Regions from separate parts of the Macaca mulatta genome. Here region 2 is linked to region 1. The links are chromatin contacts, called in public Micro-C maps. All regions are on one chromosome and are shown on one strand. The core of a region is the stretch at or near the end of the contact, and the rest is flanking DNA. Distances in the headings are between cores, read along the strand shown.

Evidence for each region. Hi-C and Micro-C count contacts between places; a contact is called where the count stands out from the background.
Region 2: a Micro-C map of CD4 T cells shows a contact between it and region 1, with 10 times the contacts expected there. The contact joins the enhancer-like site here to the promoter of STK17B in region 1. A contact is called at or near these places in 4 of 14 Hi-C or Micro-C datasets (CD4 T cells, blood, cortical neurons and 1 more).

The regions. Positions count from the first base shown.
Region 1 is chr12:101,135,140-101,141,660 of T2T-MMU8v2.0, forward strand. STK17B (serine/threonine kinase 17b) reads right to left here and starts at 2,701. Exons shown (of 8, transcript XM_015131912.3): 1 at 2,456-2,701.
Region 2 is chr12:101,237,855-101,244,375 of T2T-MMU8v2.0, forward strand. HECW2 (HECT, C2 and WW domain containing E3 ubiquitin protein ligase 2) reads right to left here. Exons shown (of 29, transcript XM_015131908.3): 16 at 2,937-3,039; 17 at 196-292. Among named protein-coding and RNA genes, the nearest start is that of STK17B, 100 kb to the left of the region's middle. Within about 2 kb of position 3,362, at least 4 of the 40 cell types and tissues checked have an H3K27ac peak or open chromatin away from gene starts, as enhancers often do. A contact at or near this core is called in CD4 T cells, where this site is marked.

The sequences.
Region 1 (6,521 bases), core at 1,451-3,950:
TCCTAAGTGGAAAGGTAGTAGATAAATGATTGCTAATGTTTTTGACAAAACAAATACCCATACAGTGCAAAAGATTTCTTTACAAAAAGAAGAATCAATCAGTATCCTTGAAAAGTAGTAAGCCTAGGAATACCATTCTTTTTTATTTTATTTTATTTTATTTGAGACAGAGTCTCGCTCTGTTGCCCAGGCTGGAGTGCAGTGGCACGATCTCCGCTCACTGCAACCTCCGCTTCCCGGGTCAAGCAACTCTTCTGCCTCAGTCTCCTGAGTAGCTGGGACTACAGGCACGCGCCACAATGCCCAGCTAATTTTTGTATTTTTAGTACAGACGGGGTTTCACCATATTGGTCAGGCTGGTCTCGAACTCCTGACCTCATGATCCGCGCGCCTCGGCCTCCCAAAGTGCTGGGATTACAGGCGTGAGCCACTGCGCCCGGCCAGAATACCATTCTTAACTGACAATCTTACACACAGAAAATGTGAATTACAATATACTATGCATGCAATTTGGGGACAATTTAAGGATTAAGTGAAAGTGTCATTAACTGATTTCCTTGATTTCTGGTGTCTCTAAAATTAAAACAAAAATATTTTGATAAGGAAATTCTCCCTTATAATTATCAAAGAGCTTTAAAACATGTTAAAATGTTCACTTAACAGCAGTAAAACAGTGCAAGCTTAAAAATAAAATTATCTGACTAGAAACGTCCGCCATAAAAATGCTTGTATCTTCTTCAAATTTGTTACTCATATGCTAACACAGCGATTAGTCAAGCCTCCTACTTCCTAAAAACGGATTCTATCTTAACCAAATTGTAATTCACCAATCAATGATCCCAAGATAAACTGCAACCATTCTATCCACACACAAAAAAGGATGGTCTCCAATTACAGAAATTCTACTTTTAAAAAGTCTTGCCAGGTAAGCAAATATATTTCACCTCAATTTTGGATCCCTACTTTAGAAAAAAGTGATCTAAAATGTACAATATGTATCTCAAAAATAAAACATCTATTCATGCCTCCAATTATTAAGATAGTAGAAAAAATTTAATTGAGCATCTGCTCCGAGGAGGAGGATCCGAGGGATATGAGTGTAAAACTTTTGCACTGCCTCTATGGACCAGTTTTTTTTTTTTTTTTTTTTTTTTTTAATACACAATCCTACGGGTATACGGTCTAATATTTATAAAATAAGCACTTGTTGAAAATTACTTCTGAGCAGTTCACCATAAAACTAAAAAAGTGTTATCAATGAGAAAGTAAGTTTATTATATTTTCCTTTAATAAAATTGTGCTGCTGGGTTCAAAAACGCTGCCACTCATTTCTACAGGGCTATGCTGTCTCCGCGCAGACATTCTCATAGACTTGAAAACGTAAAGTGGCCACACGTCACACACGTCAAACGTCCCTGGCAAGGTTCAGCTTATCATTAGCACCACAGATGTAAACATTACGTCGACAAAACAATCGGTGAATGTGATACACAGTCCTCATGTGTTTAAATATTAGTGAAATCTGATCAGTATTATGGTTTTAAAAACGTATTTCGTTTCTTAACTCCAATTTCCAAATTGATGTCAGAGTGCCTCTAGTCCGGACAGAAACTAATGCCAGCTACCAGCTGCTATAAAGCCTCTTTCAACTTTGTCTCTACTCCCTCGGAGGGAATTCAAATGAAACGCTTTTCCCTACAATAAAACAAAGAGCCTGGGTAAATGTCAAAAATCGTTGGCATCCAGTAGTCGTATAGTTTGAGGATGAGTCGTGCACACTAAGTGGGTTACAAGGCATCAAAGTAAAAATCAGATCGCTGAAAAAATCACAGAAACAGCTGTAGCCCGTCTTGCTCTCTCGCTGGTTTTAAAACACTGTTCCCAAGCAGTAACTGAAAACGTCCCACAAGATGAGCACGAACTTTCTCTAGACTAAAGACAGCTGGGAGCTGGACGCGACCACGAGTTCTATGGGAACGCGCCCCGTGCCCACGCCGCAGCTGGGACTCGGGAGAGGCAAGGGTGACCGCGTGGCCGTGCTGTGGAAGGGACCAGCGCGGGCCCGCCACGAAGGCGGCCCTGCCTGGCGCGACCCGGGGAGAGCCCGGGCCGGCCGGGTGGAGGGCACACGGGGACACACGGACACGCACAGACACAGACACGCGCCCGGGCTGAGGAGGGTGGTGGGAGGACCGCCGGCCGCTCCCGGCGCCGAACCACAGGGAACCGGGACTCCAGTCCCAAAGCGGAGAGGCGCCAGCAGCAATCGGCTACCTGAGCGGCGACGGAGTCTGAGCCCCTCTCAGCCAAGCCGGGGATCCGAAGGGATCCTGGAACCCCCCGCACCGCCTAAACGCTCCTCGGCTCCTCCTTCCTCACGTTCCAGGTCTCTGCACCGAGGGGGCTGGTTCCGTCGCAGCCCCGAGCCCACCCGCCAATCCCGCAGGACACTGACCGCTCCGGCCGCTGCAGGTTCTCCTGGGACTGCCCCCACGAGGGGGCCGCTGTCCCGCCCCACGCCGGGGGCCGCCACAGGACGAGTTCTCTAGCTCCAGCCGGGTGAGGCGCCAGGGAGCCCCGAACGTGGCAGGACCCACTTTTACTTTTCCAGACAAGGGCCGACGGTTGTGACTTGGCTTTCCGTGAAGTGACTCCCGGCGACGGCAGCGGAGTGAACTACCGAAGCTTGCAGTTGAGGTTTGAAAACTGCAGCCGCGTCTGGAGCATTGCCGTTCGCCAGATCCCTCCCCCTAGGTCGGGAGAGCCAATCGGAGCGCGTGCGGAGGGTGGGTCTGTCACGTGACGGGAGGGGCGGGGGACCGGCTGGGGGCGCGTGTACGGGGCGGGGCCCGGCGGTGAGAGGGTGCGGCTCCGGGCCGGCCCCAGGCGGGGCGGGGAGGCGCTGCGGCGTGGCGGCGCAGGTGGGACGCACCGGGGTTGCCGCGAGGGAGGGGCGGAGGGGCGGCGCTGCAGAGGAGGCACGTAGGGCTGGAGCTCCTGCTGGGTGCACTCCTTCCTACCTTCAGAGAGGTCAGTCGAGAGGTGTGAATATCCGGAGACCCGGGAGAAGGAAGCCGCAAAATCCCAGCTGCCTGCAACTAGTTACCAAACTTTAGTGCCTACCAAAGACCTATTTTCTGACTCTTCCTGGGAATCTTCCTTAGGACCTGAACCTACCTTCTAAGTGGAGAACCCAGTTTTCTTCAACTTGGCAGAGGTTCCTCGGAGCGTCAACATCAGTTGGGGATTTATGGAACCCGGACCCCACTGCTAAAGTCTGCTGTCGCGAATGGTGTCCCTTCTGAGGCACTGACTGAAGGCAATGTAGGGAGGGTCCCAATAGGCTGAATAACCGATTTTGCATATATGGTGCCAAGGAAAAAGATGAAAGCCCTCAGCAACGTACTCAAGATCTGTTACCCTTTGAAGACAGTGGAAATTTTCAAAGTTCTGTGCAAGACACAAATGTTTTACATAGATATATAATCCTAGTTTATATGTATAGGATACACACATACTCATACATATATGGGATTAGTTATGTAATCTAGGATTGCTTTCAGAGGACATTTAAGATAATTGCAGAAAACCCTTCCTTGGGAAAAGATACTGGGAGTGGAGTCGTGCTCTTGCTTTCAAAAGACTTAATGCTCAGTTAACATATAAAGGACAGGTTTTCTTGTTCTATCCCACCAAGCCAAGCAAATTCCTATGAAGCTAGCTGTTTCCCTTTCCCACTGCATTTTCCCCAAGAAAAAGGTATCGAATACATCACAGCCCTTTTTATGAAGTCTGTTTGTTGTTACTTACCAAAACTCATCCCGGTTTAATAATGTCTTGCCCCTAAACCTTGTCAAATGAAGAATATTGCTTCCATCTATCTAATGTCTCGTTGCTAACAATTGGGCTGACTAGAGAAGCCTAAAGTTAGGATGAAAATAAACAAAATGCCACACACTGGAATTAACTTTTCTGGGGTCTAAGAATCCGTAAGCAATGAGACTGTTTCCATCTTTTCTTTCATGAACATAGGTGTTGCATTCCAGAGGTCTCAGCACCAGTACCAAAACTAGTAACCTCATGGTGGTCACAGGATTACATCATTATGGTGGGTTTTGGGGTTGTGTGTTTAACTTTGGACCTCCTTAATTTCAACATTTCATCAATTGCCAGCTTTTGGCAACCTTCTCACACTCACCCCATCCTCCCTGTCACGAATCCAGTCCCACATCACTTCACACCTAGACACAGACTTTTCTCTCTCTGGCACCACTGTAAGCCAGTCCTCTTGGTCACAATACCTCTGCTGTAATCAGCCAGCCTCCTAGGGATATTGTCATGTCTTGCATTTTCCTGCTTCTGCCTTAGCTCCAGCTTATCACCATCCTCCTCATCCACACCTGTTCATCAGTTTCTGACTTTAAGAAGGTTACCCTCTTCGGGAATCAGAACTCTGCTGATTCCTACTTTCTCTTCCCAGCCTGATCACCTCTGCCTTATGTTCTTTGGTGCAGGGCTGATAGTTTGTGTTTCTTTTATGACCCTAAATAGGTTGTTAACCCTTGTGCCTGATGTCAGATTTGTTGTTTTTTTTTTTTTTTCTTTTTTTTTGAGACGGAGTCTCGCTCTGTCGCCCAGGCTGGAGTTCAGTGGCCGGATCTCAGCTCACTGCAAGCTCTGCCTCCCAGGTTCACGCCATTCTCCTGCCTCAGCCTCCCGAGTAGCTAGGACTACAGGCGCCTGCCACCTCGCCCGGCTAGTTTTTTGTATTTTTTAGTAGAGACGGGGTTTCACCGTGTTAGCCAGGATGGTCTCGATCTCCTGACCTCGTGATCTGCCCATCTCGGCCTCCCAAAGTGCTGGGATTACAGGCTTGAGCCACCGTGCCCGGCCCAGATTTGTTAACTAGGATTTATCACACTATCCCAAGGACATTCAACTGCACTTACTTGGTCTCAGGCACTGTGGTTCAAGAAACAAGGAATTCATGGTGCTGAGGAGGAGACAGTACATCTGTGGCCTTGCAGGAAAATTCAGAAGTCAACACATTCCTCCATCCACCTCATTTACCTAAACTCATTCGTAACCATGTCAGAGATTATGTTCTTGCTCTCATTCCCTCAAGTAGGAAATCTCCAGGTGAGCTGATGTTCATTCTGTGGTCATTGCCTCTGACCACACAGTTCATTAAGTTGACCTTCCTTGAATGACACAGTCTGACCATGGATGGTGGTTGTTATGGGCTCAGTTGTGTTCTTTTCCAGTTCATACGTTGAAATTCTAACCCTCAGGAACTCAGAGTATGACCGTATGTGGAGATAGGGCCTTTAAAGAAGTAATTAAGGTAAAACGAGATGAGTGGCCCCTGATCCAAGATGACCATGTCCTGATAAGAATAAATTAGGACACATACAACACTGACTAAGGGTCAACCCTGTGAGGACATAACAAGAAGGTGGCCATTTGCAAAGCAAGCAGAGAGGTCTCAGAAGAAACAAGACCTGCTGATATCTTGATCAAGGGCCTCTAGCCTCCAGAACTGTCTGTTGTTAAAGCCGTCTGCTCTGTGGTATTTGTTATGACAGCCCGAGCAAACAAATGCAGTGGTCCTCCCGGATCACTCCAGGTTAGTAATCACACACTGACTAGGAGTGATCCTTCCCAGTCACTGCAAGTGGCTTACCACATGTGGCCAGGGCAGGTGATCCTCTCTGGTAATGGCAAGACACTTACCATATTCTGTCCAGGGAAGGGACCTTCCCCAGTCACACCAAGTCAGTCACCTCATACTGACCACATAATGATCAGGAAAGTGACTCTCACTGATTCCATGTTTACTCCCTATAGATGCAGAAAAGGAGGGTTTTGCACAGAGAAGAAGGCCTCAAACTCAAAACTCTAGCCACTGACACACCCTCCTTCTGAAGAATTTATGTGGAAAAGGCAGAACAAGCTCTACTACCTGTCTAGAACTGAATACACCAGAAACCTGTGGCCAGGCTAAAGGTAGCCAGACACAGTCAAGGCCAACAGCCTCTGAAGGGGTGTGGCTCAACCCCCCACCCAACAGGGGTGCTCACTGAATGGAGACAGGCTCCTCCAAACAGATCCCCTCTCTGGAGGTAGGAATGGTGAGTGTACTCAGATGGAGATGTCACAGTGCATTTACCCATGGTACCTACAACAAATTGCAATTTTGAAAGCACTGAGAACGAGAGACTCTAAGAGATCTCACATTCCCTGACTCTCTTGAAACACTATTAGCAAAGGTAATTGGGGCATGTTTTGTCTGATGAGAATAATAACTCAGACTGGTACAAGTGTCTTCCTTAAAGGGTGACACAGTTTTCCTCTCCAAAACATCCATGTTCAACTAGGGCCAGTATGCCAATCCAACCACTCACTGCAGTTTATAGCGTATAACCTGTCCTGTAAAAGCTACCCGGAAGAAATGCCATGCACATTGGTGAATGTTCTAGTAGTCATATTTTTAAAAGTAAATAGATAAAATTAATTTTAAC
Region 2 (6,521 bases), core at 2,112-4,611, 100 kb after region 1:
TATTCAACTTTTATACTTAATAGAGAGAAGTCAGCACTGCAATACCTGGTGATGATGACAAAATATTTGCATACAAGATGTTTTAGCAAAGGATGTCAGAAAGAAAGAATAAATTTCCAAGACAAATATCAGTACAACTAAGATTTAATGGTTTGTGCTTATGCAACATGAACCAGATACCAATATTATTGTTACCTGAGTGAGTGATTCCTGGTAAGATCAGGTTGACGCTCCTGTAGAATTTCAAAGATATTGGGTTGACGTAGAAATGCAACAATCTTGTCATTGTAAGCTGAAAAAAAAATCAGAAAAGACAACAATTTAAAAAAGAATCTATTATTAGTTTTATGTATATAAATCCAAACTTGTGTGTGTGTGTGTGTGAGGTGCAGTTGCACTCTTTCACCCAGACTGCAGTGAAGTGGCATCATCTCAGCTCACTGCAACTTCTGCCCTCATGGGTTCAAGCAATTCTCCTGCTTCAGCCTCCCAAGTAGCTGGGATTATAGGTGCCCGCCACCATGCCCAGCTAATTTTTTTTTTTTTGTATTTTTAAAAGGGATGGGGTTTTGCCATGTTGGCCAGGCTAATCTCAAACTCCTGATCTTGATCCACCTGCCTCGGCCTCCCAAAGTGCTAGGATTACAGGCGTAAGCCACTGCGCCCGGACTATACATCCAAACTTTTCAAAATCATCTGTTTTTCAGCTAGGCATGGTAGCTTACGCCTGTAACCCCAGCACTTTGAGAGTCTGAGTTGGGAGGATCACTTGAGCTCAGGAGATTAAGACCAGCCTGGGCAACATAGTGAGAACTTGTTTCTACTGAAAAATAAAAAAATAAATGAAATCTGTTTTTCTGGCTAATATTACTTATACTCAAAGTTATAGTTTAGAACTAGACTGTGCTCACCACTGTAGGTGCTTACATTCCAATTTCTATCTAACCTTTTATATGATTATTGGACTTAGATCTGTTAGCTGTGGCTTAGTTAAACATTCTTAGTAAACTCATTTGATAAGCCATATTTATTATCAAATGGCAAGATGAGGTCACCAATGAGATTCTAGATCTTGATCATTTTAAGCTTATGAAAATCAGCCTCACAGAAATGACAAGTCAGAAATGAAAAACCATCTTCTGATTAATTAGTAGTCAGCCAGGGAGGTAGAAGAAATGCAAATCAAAACCACAATGAAATACCATCTCACACCAGTTAGAATGGCGATCATTACAAAGTCAAGAAACAACAGGTGCTGGAGAGGATGTGGAGAAATAGGAACACTTTTACACTGTTGGTGGGACTGTAAACTAGTTCAACCATTGTGGAAGACAGTGTGGCGATTCCTCAAGGATCTAGAACTAGAAATACCATTTGACCCAGCCATCCCATTACTGGGTATATACCCAAAGGATTATAAATCATGCTGCTATACAGACACATGCACGCATATGTTTATTGCAGCACTATTCACAATAGCAAAGACTTGGAACCAACCCAAATGTCCATCAATGATAGACTGGATTAAGAAAATGTGGCACAGATACACCATGGAATATTACGCAGTCATAAAAAAGGATGAGTTCATGTCCTTTGTAGGGATATGGATAAAGCTGGAAACCATCATTCTCAGCAAACTATTGCAAGGACAAAAAACCAAATACCGCACATTCTCACTCATAGGTGGGAATTGAACAATGAGAACACTTGGATACAGGGCGGGGAACATCACACACTGGGGCCTGTCGTGGGGTAGGGGGAGGGGGTAGGGATAGCATTAGGAGATATACCTAATGTAAATGACAAGTTAATGGGTGCAGCACGCCAACATGGCACATGTATACATATGTAACAAACCTGCATGTTGTGCACATGTACCCTAGAACTTAAAGTATAATAATAAAAAAAAGAAACAAAAACGTTTTAAAACAAAGATAAATGGAGAGCTGGTCTAAATTTTTTTTTTTTTTTTTTTTTTTTTTTTTTTTTTTTTTTGAGACTGAGTCTTGCTTTGTCCCTAGGCTGGAGTGCAGTGGTGCAATCTCGGCTCACTGCAACCTCCGCCTCCCGGGTTCAAGTGATTCTCCTATCTCAGCCTCCTGAGCAGCTGGGACTACAGGTGCATGCCACCAGGCCTGGCTAATTTTTTCTTATCTTTACTAGAGACGGGGTTTCACTGTGTTAGCTAGGATGGTCTCGATCTGTCGACCTTGTGATCTGCCCATCTTGGCCCCGCAAAATGCTGGGATTACAGGCGTGAGCCACTGTGCCCAGCCAACCTAGTCTTATTTAAGACGGAGCACGGAGCCCATATGGCCTCCCACCAGTCTGTCCACTCCCCCTGCCTTAGGCACTTCAGGTTTGGCAACCACCGATCTACTTCAACCTCATCCTTTTAATAACAACTCAAGTTGTTTTTTAGGACTTTTTCCTACATTCATTTATTTTTATTTTACTATTTTAGAGGTTCTTGCTGCCTTCTATTTGTGACAAAAGCCCTTAAGAATGTGCTCTCTTTGATTGTTTATTTTGTGAGGCTGCTACAGATTCACATGCCATTTAAATTCTGTCTCAGCCTTAAATATATACTAAGTATATGCTCGTCCAAATTCTTAATTTATAATGATTGCATAACATATTACCTTAATAAATTATTTTTCCTTAACTTCAATAATCTAATATAATACCTCTACTCAGGAAAGGTAGGGTGCTATTAAAAAACAATCTCATCCTTTAGGATATGATAAGACAGAAGCCCTTTGAGACTCAAGTATATAGGATTTTGTTGTACATTTCTTAAGGATAATGCAGCAATTTCTCAATACAGGGCAAAAAGTAGCAGGCTAACAACAGGAGAAGTGTGTACATGGTACAGATGTACATGGTACAGATAACAGCACAAAAGGACAGATAATTTCTGGAAAGGGATGACATACCCACTGGAACCATGTCCTGGTACTGTGGCCTACTGACTGTATTGAATGTACTGGATGGCCTGGGAAGAACTGGTGGTCCTGCATGTCGAGAATCTTCTCCTACCTGCAAACAGAGGCATCTTTTATATTCTGCACCAAGAGCCAGAATGCTCTGTATCAGCATCCCAAACCAAGTTGTTCAAAATATTAACAATGAGCATGGTGAAGTACCACTTGATCAGAACGGACACCAGCTGTGGAGCTGAAGCAGGGTTCTTAGTTATTGAAAGTCTTGTTTTAGTGGCCAAATGGGGAGGGGGGGAAGGATTTGAGGCATCCACATTCTTGAGAGGGGCTGGGGCAGTGACTCTTTACCAAGCGGCACAGAAGTAGTTCAATCTGCTTATAATTACGGAGGCTGCAGCAGCTAAACAGCAGACTTGTTCATCAGGACTAACTTCTGCGTTGACAGAGCACAGTCTGCAACAACACAATCAAAGGGAAGACTGAGTGGTATAAAATGTTTTGGGGCAGTGCCAAGATATTTCTTCTTTTGGCTGAGGCAGGCCAGGGAATTCCCTGGCTCAGCAGAGGAGGGGTTGAAGAGCAGCAATCTTCATGTGGGGTTCCGAGTTAGTATATTATCTCCTCAGGAGCAATTTTCTGTGCCTATTAGAACACCTGGTACAACAGATCTTTCTGGTTTGAGCCTCCCACACCAGGGTGCTAATAGGAACAGGTGCGGAGGAGCTAAATAGGGTTGTCCTAACCTGAATTATTTATTGCACCTAATATAGATTTAGAAACTCATACACACAAGTAGATAACCAAAAATATCCATCAACAGTCTTACCAGAAAACTCTAATGTTTTTTTCGCTTCTGCTTTAGCATTTTTCCCCATATTACAGAAGTCTTTTAAGACAATAGTAGAACAGTAGTATAAGAGAGAATAAGAAAAAATAACATACTGCACTGGATTTATAAACTGGGATTTTGAAAACAGACTTTTATTCCACCCACAACCATTTGCAGCCCTTTTATCATATGGCATCACTTGGGTATTTGCTGAAGATTTTTCTAAAGACCCTAATGCTAAAAATATCCTCCCCACCCTCCACCGCTTGCTTGTCCTTTAAGAATGCTCTCACTCATTCTTCAAAGAGTAGTTCAAACAGCCCCTCCTCAACAAGGTCTTCCCTCTCCTTCAAGCCCAAGTTAAATACAACCTTCTCTGAGCTCCCACAGAACAAGCAGAACAAGCAGCTGCCATTGCGAACAGTTTATATTATTTGTCAATTATACCACAATAAAGCTAGAAAGATATAAATAAAAAGAAAAAAACATGATTATCTAAAGGTATATTTTTCTTTCCCAACTATTAAAAAAAGAAAATTTACAAAGCATTTTTCATTCATATTTTTATTCATTTGTAGTATGGTTTCATGTTTTCCTCGCCTATTAAGAATGCGGGAAATGTGTGGGCCAGGCGTGGTGGCTCACGCCTATAATCCCAGCACTTTGGGTGGCCAAGGCGGCTGGATCACAAGGTCAACAGATCGAGACCATCCTGGCCAACACGGTGAAACCCCATCTCTACTAAAAATACAAAAATTAGCCGGGTGTGGTGGCAGGCACCTATAGTCCCAGCTACTCGGGAGGCTGAAGCAGGAGAATTTCTTGAACCCGGGAGGCAGTGGTTGCAGTGAACCGAGATTGCACCACTGCACTCCTGCCTGGTAACAGAGCAAGACTCAGTCTCAAAAAAAAAAAAAAAAAAAAGAAAAAGAAAAAGAAAAAGGATGCAGGAAATGTGTTATTTATTTGCATCCCTTATAACAGCAACCATTATGTTTCTTCATTGTAGTAGGTGTTTGGTGTTAGCTTGTTAGATGGAAAGGACATCAATCTTTCTACTGACTGGAATATTTGCTGAAGGAATACAAGATGGTGGCTGAAATGACTCATGTATGTAATTAGAAGTTTTCACATCCTGCTTCTCTTGAGTTACTGGCTTTGAGGGATGAATACAGCTACTCTCTGGGGAGATCTGATCACTAAGTACAGATTGTTAGTCAGATATCTGATCATTTCGACACTCCAATATATACTTTCTCTCCTTACAGTATGTTGCCATGTCTCATCATTTCCCAGAAAAGCCAAAGGTCTTCTCTCTGAGACCTCAGTCCTTGTAACCAGACCAGCAGACAGTGGGCAATCCCTCGGAAGGGCAGCACTGCAAGATGTGCATGATTCCAACAGCCATGTCAGAAAGGACACTCCCCTGGAAGGTTTAACAACGTGGAGGGCTGGACGCTCAGTCTGTACGGAGTTATCTCTGGGCCACTGCTCAGTTGCCAGCCATAGGAGGAAAAGCCTTAACGTATCCCTTAGGGTCCCTCTCTCATAAAGGCTACTACTACTAGACCATGAAAATAATTCATGTTCTAAGGTAGAGGGGTTGAAAAAAAATGAAAGTATAGCTATTAATCTCATGTCTGTTTTCCCAGAAAAATAGTCCTGACTAGACCAAACAGCCAGCTTCATACTGTGAAGTCATGATAAGGTGAGTGGTTAAAGGGCACGGGCTATGCAATAAAATATCAGACAGAGCCCTAATTGTGCTACACATCGCACACAAGGTCCAAAGGTGAGAGGTCTGTTCTGCTTTTAAGATGAATGCTGTTAGCGTCATTCAGTTCACCACTAATGGGTTACATGACAGCAAGGTAAAGATTTATTAGCTACTCATAAAACATAAATATTTTTGTACATATCTCATCCTGTAATATATTTGTATATCATTTTTATATGAGCTTCTCATGTATACCCTTCTATATCTGCACTTACAACCAGTGAACACATGATGCATTGGAGCAAGTATGTAAATCATGAGGGGAAATTCCAAGAGCAGATTTTGATGAATCAGATCCAGTTATTTACTGTATTCATATTTTTTCTTATGCAAAATATACGGCTACAAAGATATTTGATATACAATATAATATTGAAAACATGACATGCACATAGACACAGAAAAGGCATGTAAAGGCGGGTAAAGGATCCTAATTCTAAAGGGAATTTTCAGAGACAATGTAAATCAAGTGATGGTATATAATCAAATCATAAGCCCATAGGAAGGAGAAGAAAACTTGACTTAAGACATTTCTTTTATATATTTAAACTGCAAAAGGAAGAAGTGAAATAAGATTTTTTGTGTGTTTTTTTTTTTTTTTGGTTAGGATATTAGAGGGCCCTCATGTGGTTACCATTGGTGCCTGCAAACTGGTTAAGCAGTTTTTAGCAATTCTTAGTTCAGCCCATTTTCTCCAGGCACATAAAGTATATAAAACAACTCTCTCAAAAATATCCTAATTTTAAAGAATACTAGTGAGGATTCCATAATCCCATAGCCCTGGATGAATATTGTAATGTAATATAGAACACCTCACTTAAGAAATTCTATATTTAACCAAGTTATATTCATTTCTTCCTGTGAGGCTGAAAATGGGTGTGCAAACAGGCTTATCAGCTCCCCGTCTTGAACATTTTAGTACATTATCAACTCCCTCTCACCTTCGTCTGAGTCAAAAAATCTTAAATTTCTT